Regions from separate parts of the Ovis aries genome. Here region 2 is linked to region 1. Evidence: chromatin contacts called from public Hi-C data. All regions are on one chromosome and are shown on one strand. The core of a region is the stretch at or near the end of the contact, and the rest is flanking DNA. Distances in the headings are between cores, read along the strand shown.

The links. Hi-C and Micro-C count contacts between places; a contact is called where the count stands out from the background.
Region 2: a Hi-C map of liver shows a contact between it and region 1, with 3 times the contacts expected there. The contact joins the promoter of MTG2 here to the promoter of RPS21 in region 1. A contact is called at or near these places in 5 of 16 Hi-C or Micro-C datasets (blood, hypothalamus, liver and 1 more).

The regions. Positions count from the first base shown.
Region 1 is chr13:54,564,605-54,568,770 of ARS-UI_Ramb_v3.0, forward strand. RPS21 (ribosomal protein S21) reads right to left here and starts at 1,856. Exons shown (of 6, transcript XM_042229904.2): 1 at 1,772-1,856; 2 at 1,513-1,575; 3 at 1,370-1,433; 4 at 1,160-1,231; 5 at 763-818; 6 at 620-683. The coding sequence starts at 1,562. The coding sequence ends at 674. It overlaps CABLES2 (Cdk5 and Abl enzyme substrate 2), which reads left to right. Exons shown (of 10, transcript XM_027976972.2): 10 at 1-520.
Region 2 is chr13:54,717,937-54,722,102 of ARS-UI_Ramb_v3.0, forward strand. MTG2 (mitochondrial ribosome associated GTPase 2) reads right to left here and starts at 1,892. Exons shown (of 7, transcript XM_060396942.1): 1 at 1,864-1,892; 2 at 309-517. The coding sequence starts at 512. SS18L1 (SS18L1 subunit of BAF chromatin remodeling complex) reads right to left here. Exons shown (of 12, transcript XM_060396943.1): 12 at 2,119-4,166.

The DNA.
Region 1 (4,166 bases), core at 606-3,105:
ACACCCCCAAACTCTGATGTGCACCAAGGGGGCATGAAGGATGAAGCTGCTAGGTCCCAGGCAATCCTGGAAGGTGTCAAGTATCTCAAGGACACTCCTATTACAGGCACCTAAAGGGACCAACTTCCAAAGTGTATCTGCTGGTTTACAGTTAGCTTTGAGGAACACATCTTGAGAATTTCCGTACAGATGTTAGAATGGCAGTACAGTGTTTATATAGTGAGAACTAGTCATTCACCAGGCCCTGTAACCTTCCCTTTAGTGTGTTGTGTCCTTGTTAATGTCAAGAGCTGCCACCGTGTGGTACTCAAGTGAAGCCAGTATTTAAGGCATTAAACTTCAGGCTGAACTGTCACCCCAGACACCTGTGTCCAAGGGCTTGGGGCTACTCCCTCAGCGCCTGGAAGGCACCATAGACTTAAAATGTGCGCTAAGTGGCTGTCTGACCTCACTGTCAAGTGTCAAGATCTGTTTGCAAAAAGTAATGTATTTGTGCTTTAAGTAAAATTTGGTTTTGCAACATGTGTCACAGGCTGTCTTTCAGCGATCACCCCCAACACTCCAGAGCCCAGAAGAGCCTGCCACGCCCCCCCAAAAAAAAAACACAGAATGAAGCAGATAAATTTTCACTATTTATTTATAACAAATATTCCATATCCAGGATCCTCTTCAGTCAGAAGTTCCTGGAACAAAAAAGGACAACATTAAAACCTGGTTTCTGAAGCATCCTGGGCCCCAATGCCCAAACTCCAGTCCTCTTACTTTGAGACGATGCCATCAGCCTTGGCCAGCCGGAGAATGGAGTCATCTGACTCGCCCTAGGGGAAAAAGCAGGTTGGGACCAGCTGCCCACCGGTTGGACCAAGTGGAGACTAGCTAGCAACAGGCAGACCGCCGACTCTGCAGTGGGGGACAGGGTCTCAAGGAGGTCCCTGTGACAACTGGAAAGCTCCGAGGTTTTCCAAGGTGGGCTGGCCCTTTTTTTGGATCCTGAGCGTCCTATTTCCAACCCCAGGAAGAGGCTGGCAACCAGCACAATCTGATCCAACAGGCTCCAGTCCATTTCGCCAACAAACCCGCTCAGGCTTGGGGACAGCGAAAGGGACGCTACTCCAGTTCAAAAGCCCACAAGGTAAGCGAGGGGCCCCGAGACACACACCATCCTGCGAATGGCCCCGCAGATAGCGTAGGTTTTAAACTGGCCGTTGAACCTGCCTGTCACCTTGTCAACCTAAAAATTGAAAAAAGGAGTCATAAAGAGGTGCCCAAGCATCTTCGGGTCGAAACTTGAGGTTTGGAAATCAACGTGCAAGTCCGCCCGACCTCGCCCCCTCACACAGCGGGTAGGCCCTGCGGCCGCCCAGCTCACCTCGGCCACGTTCATCTGGATGGACGCATGATCCTTGGCGCCGATGATACGGTTGCTGGCGGAGCTGCGGGAGGCAGCGCAGTGAGCTGGGAGATGTAGGTTGGGGGTGGGGGGGTTTAGGGGCAGGAGAGGGGGAAGCTCACCATTTCCGCGGCACATACAGGTCCACGAACTCACCGGCGTCGTTCTGCATGTTGAGCGAGCGTCTGCGGGACCCCAAGGCGGCTTCTTGAGAACGGACCGTGTCCGCGCGCCCCTCCCAGTCCAGCCCCGACCACCGCGCGCCTGGCTAAGTTCCCGTCCCGATGCCGGGCCCAGCGCCGACCCCCCACCCACCGACCGCGGACCCTAAAGCCGTTCTCCTGCACTGATCCCAGACCCCGTGCCATCCTCCCTCCCGACCTCGGGCCCCGCGCCGTCCTACTTGCCCGGACGCCAGCCGCGCACCCCACCTGATGGTACCACGATGAGCGCGAGCGCAGAAAGGAAGGGCCGCTTCCCCCGGCAGCGCTATTGGCGGGCGAGGCGGGACCTCGGCGAGTACTTCCGGGTCCCGCGCTCCGCCGCGAGTTTGCGCGCGGGGGAGGGTCCCGTCGCTGTGACGCATTTCCGCTTCCGGTGGCCTGAAACTTCCGGATATACCATGGATATGGGCTGGTGGCTGGTGCGAACTTGTGAGACCGCAGGTGGGCGCGTCTTCACAACGGTGGTTTTCGCCCAGGTGGACGCTTCCCGCCGCCGGGATCGGCTAGTGCCAAGGGCCGCCCAGGCTGGACCCGACCCAGGTGGGAGGGCGGGAGCGCTGGCACGAGCCGGGTTGTCAGCACGTGGGAGCTACAGACCGCTCCGGGGGTCTTAGACCAGAGCCAAGCACCTCGAAGATGGACACAGAACGGGCGCCGCTGGTTATAAGAGCAAGAGCGAGCCCTGCGGTCCTGAGGGAGGAGTGGCAGGGCTGCGGTGACGGGCTCCTCCCAAAAGTGGAACTTAACTGCCCCAGAAACCGGGGCCTGAGCTAGAAAGGAGCTCGGCCACGCCTCGTGGCTGAGCCAGGTCAAACCCGCACGGCGGGTGCTCAGCACTATCGGCCCTGCTCAAGACCCTTCCGCCACATGAGTCCCGCTCCATCCTCCCCAGAGCAGTCTATGCCAGGCCCGCCCCTGGTGCGAGGGTCTGTTAATGAAGAAAAAAGAAAAACTCCAGGCTGCAGAGATAATTCCAGAGCCCTCCGTCCCGCAATCCTGTGATTGTGCCCCGCCGTCTCAGTTGAAACACCCCCTTGGGACTTCATCTTTCAGATGAGAGAGAGGGCCCCTCGGGGGTCGACTCCCAGAGCTTATACACCCCGCCGCCCCTGCTGGCCAGGGCCGAGCCCAGCAGTGGAGCCTCCGAAATCCCGATACCTCTTACTCGGCAAACCCTCCCGGTCCTCCAAGATAGGGTCCCACCTCACTTCCCCAACTCAAGTCTCTGTGAGGTCGCACAGGTGAGGGCTCTTCCAAGGCTGTGTCTGCTCACCTTGTGGCGACTGCGAATGATCCTGGTCGGCCTGTCCTCACGGCGCCCCATTTGAGTCACAGCCAACTTCTGTACAGGTCCGGGAGAATTTAATGTCTGGGCCTGGTCACAGCTGAGGCTACTCATACCTGAAAACCAGTGTTCGAGTGGGCAGTGTGTTTGCTGTTGCTTCCACTGGGCTCTGGCAGCTGGGCCTCAGGTCACTGAGGCCAGTGCCCTGTAGGAAGGTCATCATTCCCTGTTGGTGCCAGCTGGAGAGATGTGTGCCCTTTCCAGGACCCCCAGCACGTGCAGGGACACGTGCAGCACGTGTTTATGTCTGTGGTTGTATTATGGACCAGGGTTCTTGTCCTCCCTGCATGCATGTGTACTAAATTGCTTCAGACTCTGCGACCACATGGACTGTAGGCCTCCAGGCTCCTCTATCCATGGAATTCTCCAGGCAAGAATACTGGAATGGGCTGCCATGCCCTCCAGGGAATCTTCCCAACTCAGGGGTCAAACCTGGATCTCCTGCACTGGCAGGTGGATTCTTTACCACTAGTACCACCTGGGAAGCCTTTCTTGTCCTCCCTATTCAATAGAAATTGATATGAGATGAGATAAGAAATTCAGGCAAGGCTTTATCAGGGTTCCTGCTGCAGTAGGAAGGAGTGAAAACAAGTAATAGGTTCCCTTGTTCGCTCCATTGTATGGTGTGAAGGTAGGAGTGGGTCCAGGGATTGGGCTGGAGGGGAGCTTAGGTGGTTTGCCCATCTCTTTGGTAGTGTTAAGTGCAAGGGGCATGCGCTGGTACCGTGCTTTTGCTCCCAGCTGTTTAGAAGGGGCGGTTGGATTTTTAATCTGTGCCTTGTCCATAGTTTGCTTCACTTGCACGTGTAACAAAATCCACTCACACCCATTAGAATGACTACAGTGACTTTGAAAGTGGTGTCTTGAAGAGATCTGTACAGCCACATTCACAGCAGCATTATTCACAGTAGTCTATGATGGAAGCAACCCACGTGTTTGGGTGGGTGAAGGGATAAGCGGGATATCGTCTATGCACACAGTGGAATGTTGTTCATCTTTAAAAAGGAGGGGAATTGTGACAAGCATATGGATGAAACTTGAGAAATTGTGCTAAGTAAAACAAGCCAGTCACAAACAAGTACAGTGTAATTCCAGATACACAAGGTGCCTAGAGGAGTCGAATAACAGCGGCTGTGGCTGGGGTGGGGGTTAGTGTCTAATGGGCATAGAGCTCCTCTCTACAAGGTGAGGAAGTTGTAGAGATGGA
Region 2 (4,166 bases), core at 642-3,141, 150 kb after region 1:
TTCTCCATGCATTTAAGAATATATGTAATACTTATCTCAGACACATAGGCTAGTGATACAGGAGTCTGGGCACCCTCCTGGTGAAGGCAGAGAATACCCAGAAGGGTCATCACTTCTACCACACTGGGTACCACCTTGGGGCCACCACAGTTTTGGCCCGCATGGTACTTGGTATCCACAGGCCTTCATCTCATGTCCTCATCTTCAAGGATAAATGAAGACAAGATAGTGGGAGCTCAAAACAACACCCCGTGACTTCCAATGAGGAAACTGGAGGCAAATCCCTTCAGGGTTTCTAGAAGTCTCACCAGTTTTTTCTCCGAGAGTGGCTGCTTCCTGGGTGGTTCCTGGTGCTTGGTGCAGTCCGCACAGCTGACTGAGAGCAGTCTGGGAGAAGCGCGCAGCAGAAGAAGGCGGCTGGGCCCATGGACCATGCGGGCTGCTAGCATCCAGCACCCCACACCCTCCAACACCGCTTGGGGTCTCGCTGAGAAAAGCCTTGAAGGTATCATAACTCCTTAACAAAAGGCAAACTGGTAAAATAAGACATCTGGTTTAAACCTGAACATGAAATTGAAACTAAAGAAGTGTGGGTTCCTGGGCCAAAAAAATCCTGATCTACGTTTCTGAAATAAATGAGCCCACGAAGGAAGCTCTCACCTCACTCACCACTTTCCACAGGAGTCAGGCCCTCTTAGCCCATATGCCACTTGGAAAGAGTTCCCTGGTGGCCTAGTGGTTAGAATTCTGGGCTCTCACTGCCAGAAGCCTAGGCTCCCTCTGTGGCCAGGGAACTGAGAGCCCATAAATCTTGAGGACAACCCCCCGCCCCCACGCCAAAACAAACCCATTTGTTTCTTACAACCCTATGAGAGATAACACCGCATACTGGATTTTCCCCATTTGCTTTTCTAGACTCCTTTCCCACGCTGCTGTTTCAAGAGAATACCCTGCAGGACCACCCTCAGTTGCCTTGCTGTTGGGCAATGGCTGGATGGAGTAGCAACAGCTGGATATCGACTGAAGGCTGCACCACCAGCCAAGGAGGCCATGTCTACGCTCCTCTGTCCTGGTCCTTCTCCTTACCCTGCGGGCGTCCAGGAGCGGCAGCAACGCCATTGTCACCAGCTCCAGATAAAAACATCAACTCTGCTGTTTCCCTGAATGCTCCCCTTCAAATGGGGGCCTTTACACCCTCCTTAAATTGTCCTCAAGAGACCGTGCCAGGATTTCGGACCCTTACATTTTGCACGCCCATTTTAAAGCAGTGGAGGCTGAGACTCAAGAGAGGCTGTCACTTGCCCACTTCACGTAGTATCCTCACTGCACCAGTGATTCACAGCAGTGTTCTTCAAATGCGGGACACACACACGACCACCGTCCAGGGCACCAAGGCAAAGGTCATTTTTAAAGAATCAATGTTGTGTTTCTTAACTCTGGACACGTTTCCGCTGCTAAAATCTATGTGCCTGAGAACTATCATTTAAAAGCGTGTTCTCCTTTCCGCTCGTGTCTCGAGAAGGGTCCTCTACAGAAGGAAGCCCCCTCCTGACGGACCGGGGTGCCAGACCAGGACGAGTCTGAGAAGTCCAGCCTGCCCCGAGCTGCCCTCAGAGCAGGACGCTGCTTCTGCAGAACTCTACACCCGTGTTCACGCTCACACTGTTCTGTGCGACCGCGCCACCGCAAGTACAGAACAACACCCGCGAGGACCTCGGCCCGAGGGCGTCTCCGGGCTGCCGGAGCGCGCCCACGCGGGCTAAAGGGAAGCAGGAAGCCCGGGCCAGGGACTCGAGGGCGCGCTCGGTCCCACTCCTGTGCCCTACCCTCTCCCACGGGTGCCCGGACGCTACCCACACTCACCACTCCGCGGGCACGTCACTTCCGGGGCCGCCTCCAGGGATCACTTCCGGGACCGGCCCCGCCTGCGCAGGGTTCCTCAGCGCGCATGTGCGAGAGGGGGAGGGGCTACGGGCGTCCGGGGAGAGCCGAGGAGGGTTTCCAGCAGGTGGGAGGGTGTTTCCTTTGAACCCAGGGACTCCGACACCGCCGGCCGGGCAACCCTCTCCCACCGCGGCTTCCGGCTCCCCATCACCTCACGGAAACTCAGTCTTCAGGTCGGTTCTCGAAGAGCCAGTTTATTAATCACACCAAAGGCATAAAACAAGACGCCAAAGTCCGACTGAAGAGAGAAACGGCGGATGAGGACGGTTGTCCGAGGACGGCCTGTGCTCGTGAACGAGACGGGGCGACCTGCCCGGTCACGGCCAAATGGTCAGACGCCCACCTCTGGCTCCGAGGTTGAGCGGCCGCCGGCGCTCAGCGACCGCCGAGGCGAGGCTCCGGCTGGGCGCGGGAGAGATGCTCGGTCGGCCGTGCCGGGCCGGAGATGCCGAGTCCAGACGCGGCCGGGGCGGGGTCGCCGCCCGGGCGCCCGCACCTCGGCCGGGAGACCAGGCGGCACCGACCGCGCCGCGCGGACAACTCGCTTCGGCCTGAGCTGCCGCGGACAGAAGAGACACGAGAGTGACGAGCCGCTGGCATCACTCCCCACATTACATAAAAATGGACGGCACGTTAAATAAACATTTTGTTATTAATCATTAAATATATTAACACCAACAATCATGTATAAATTAGGAAATAAATGTACAAACTATTTCACAAAGTGCTTTTTAAAATATATACACAACATTCAAGAAATTCTTAATGTAAGACATTTCAGATTGAAGTTTTGGGATAAGATTTTTTCAAGTGTCCTTTTCCTTCAAAAAGTATTAATACAGCACTTAAAAAAACACACACACACACAAAAGGCATATTCCCATATTGGCAAAGAATAAAAATAAACTATTTTCACAGTTCTCAAATGTTTTAACATTTTCAACAGGAAATTTTAATCCCCGATTGAGTTTGCAAATTACTTCTATGAAAATTGTCAGGAAAGAACAGAACAAAATGAAGGGAAATGACTCCCTAAATTGAAATTGCTAATGTCTGTGTCATTTAGCAATTAAGGGCTCTCACTTAAGTAATTTAATATAGAGATGTATTTTTTAAGCCCTTACTAGTATTAAGGGTTTCTAAAACCCGAAAGTCTACAAAATAAACATTTCTATCCCACTGTCCCTGTGATTCTGTCTCCACAGAAGAGGGCAGAACGTCCTAGAACAGGACTTGTACTGGACCCCAGCTGTCCCTTCAATGAGCCCTGGTGCTTCACCTGTAAAACAGCAACAGTAACTGTCGCCATGTTCCCAGTGGGGACGGAATTCATCCTGCTAGAAACACATAAAAAATGTCTTCTAGACTGCAAAGCATCCAATTATGCATAAAGTACTACCTTAAAATTTTAAAACATAAGACTTCACTAAAACATCAACTTCAGTAGACTTGATATCAAGAATTGGATTTTTTAAAAAAATTTTTTGGTTCTTGGAAATATGTCAGCATTTACCCAAAGATGTTTTTAAAGGGACCATAATAAATATGGGTATTATTATCCAAGTAAAGGTTGATAAAATGTCTGTATGACTTACTAGTGAAATGTATAACTTTTCCTTTGACCTGACTTTTCCACATGAGCTATCTTTAACATTTGCGCAGAATTTAAATGGCATTTAATGTCCTAGGAATGTAAAAACGACTCAAATTTCTCTGCGTTAGAGCTTTCCTTCTTTTTAGGAAGAACACAGTGAAATCAGTGGTGTTCTCTTTAAGATGTGAATTTCAGATATTCCTAAATGAAAAGGAATGCTCGCTTGGCGATCTGAATAAGCAGGTCCTGGAAGAAGTATAAAATAACTTGCCAACTCTTTGGAGAATTCGGTGTCACTATTTTAAATTATGAATTTAGAATTGAGCATATTACATATTAAAATTCCAGAAACGACCATCCGATAAACAAGAGTCAAACCCAAAGTAACTCCAGAGGACTACCCTCTCCTTCCTTCAGTTAACACCTCTCTCCCTGGGTGAGGCTGATCACAGTTGCCTTCTTGGATTCCTACTTATTTGGAACAAAGTCATTGATCCCTCTTTACTTTGTAATACAAAAACGTGTAACTTTTTGGATAAACAGAACCAGTGACAGACACAGGTAAGGAACGAGGTCTGGAAATCAAGGTTCAAGGCCTCTCCAAGTGAAGCTTATTTATCCTTTCCAT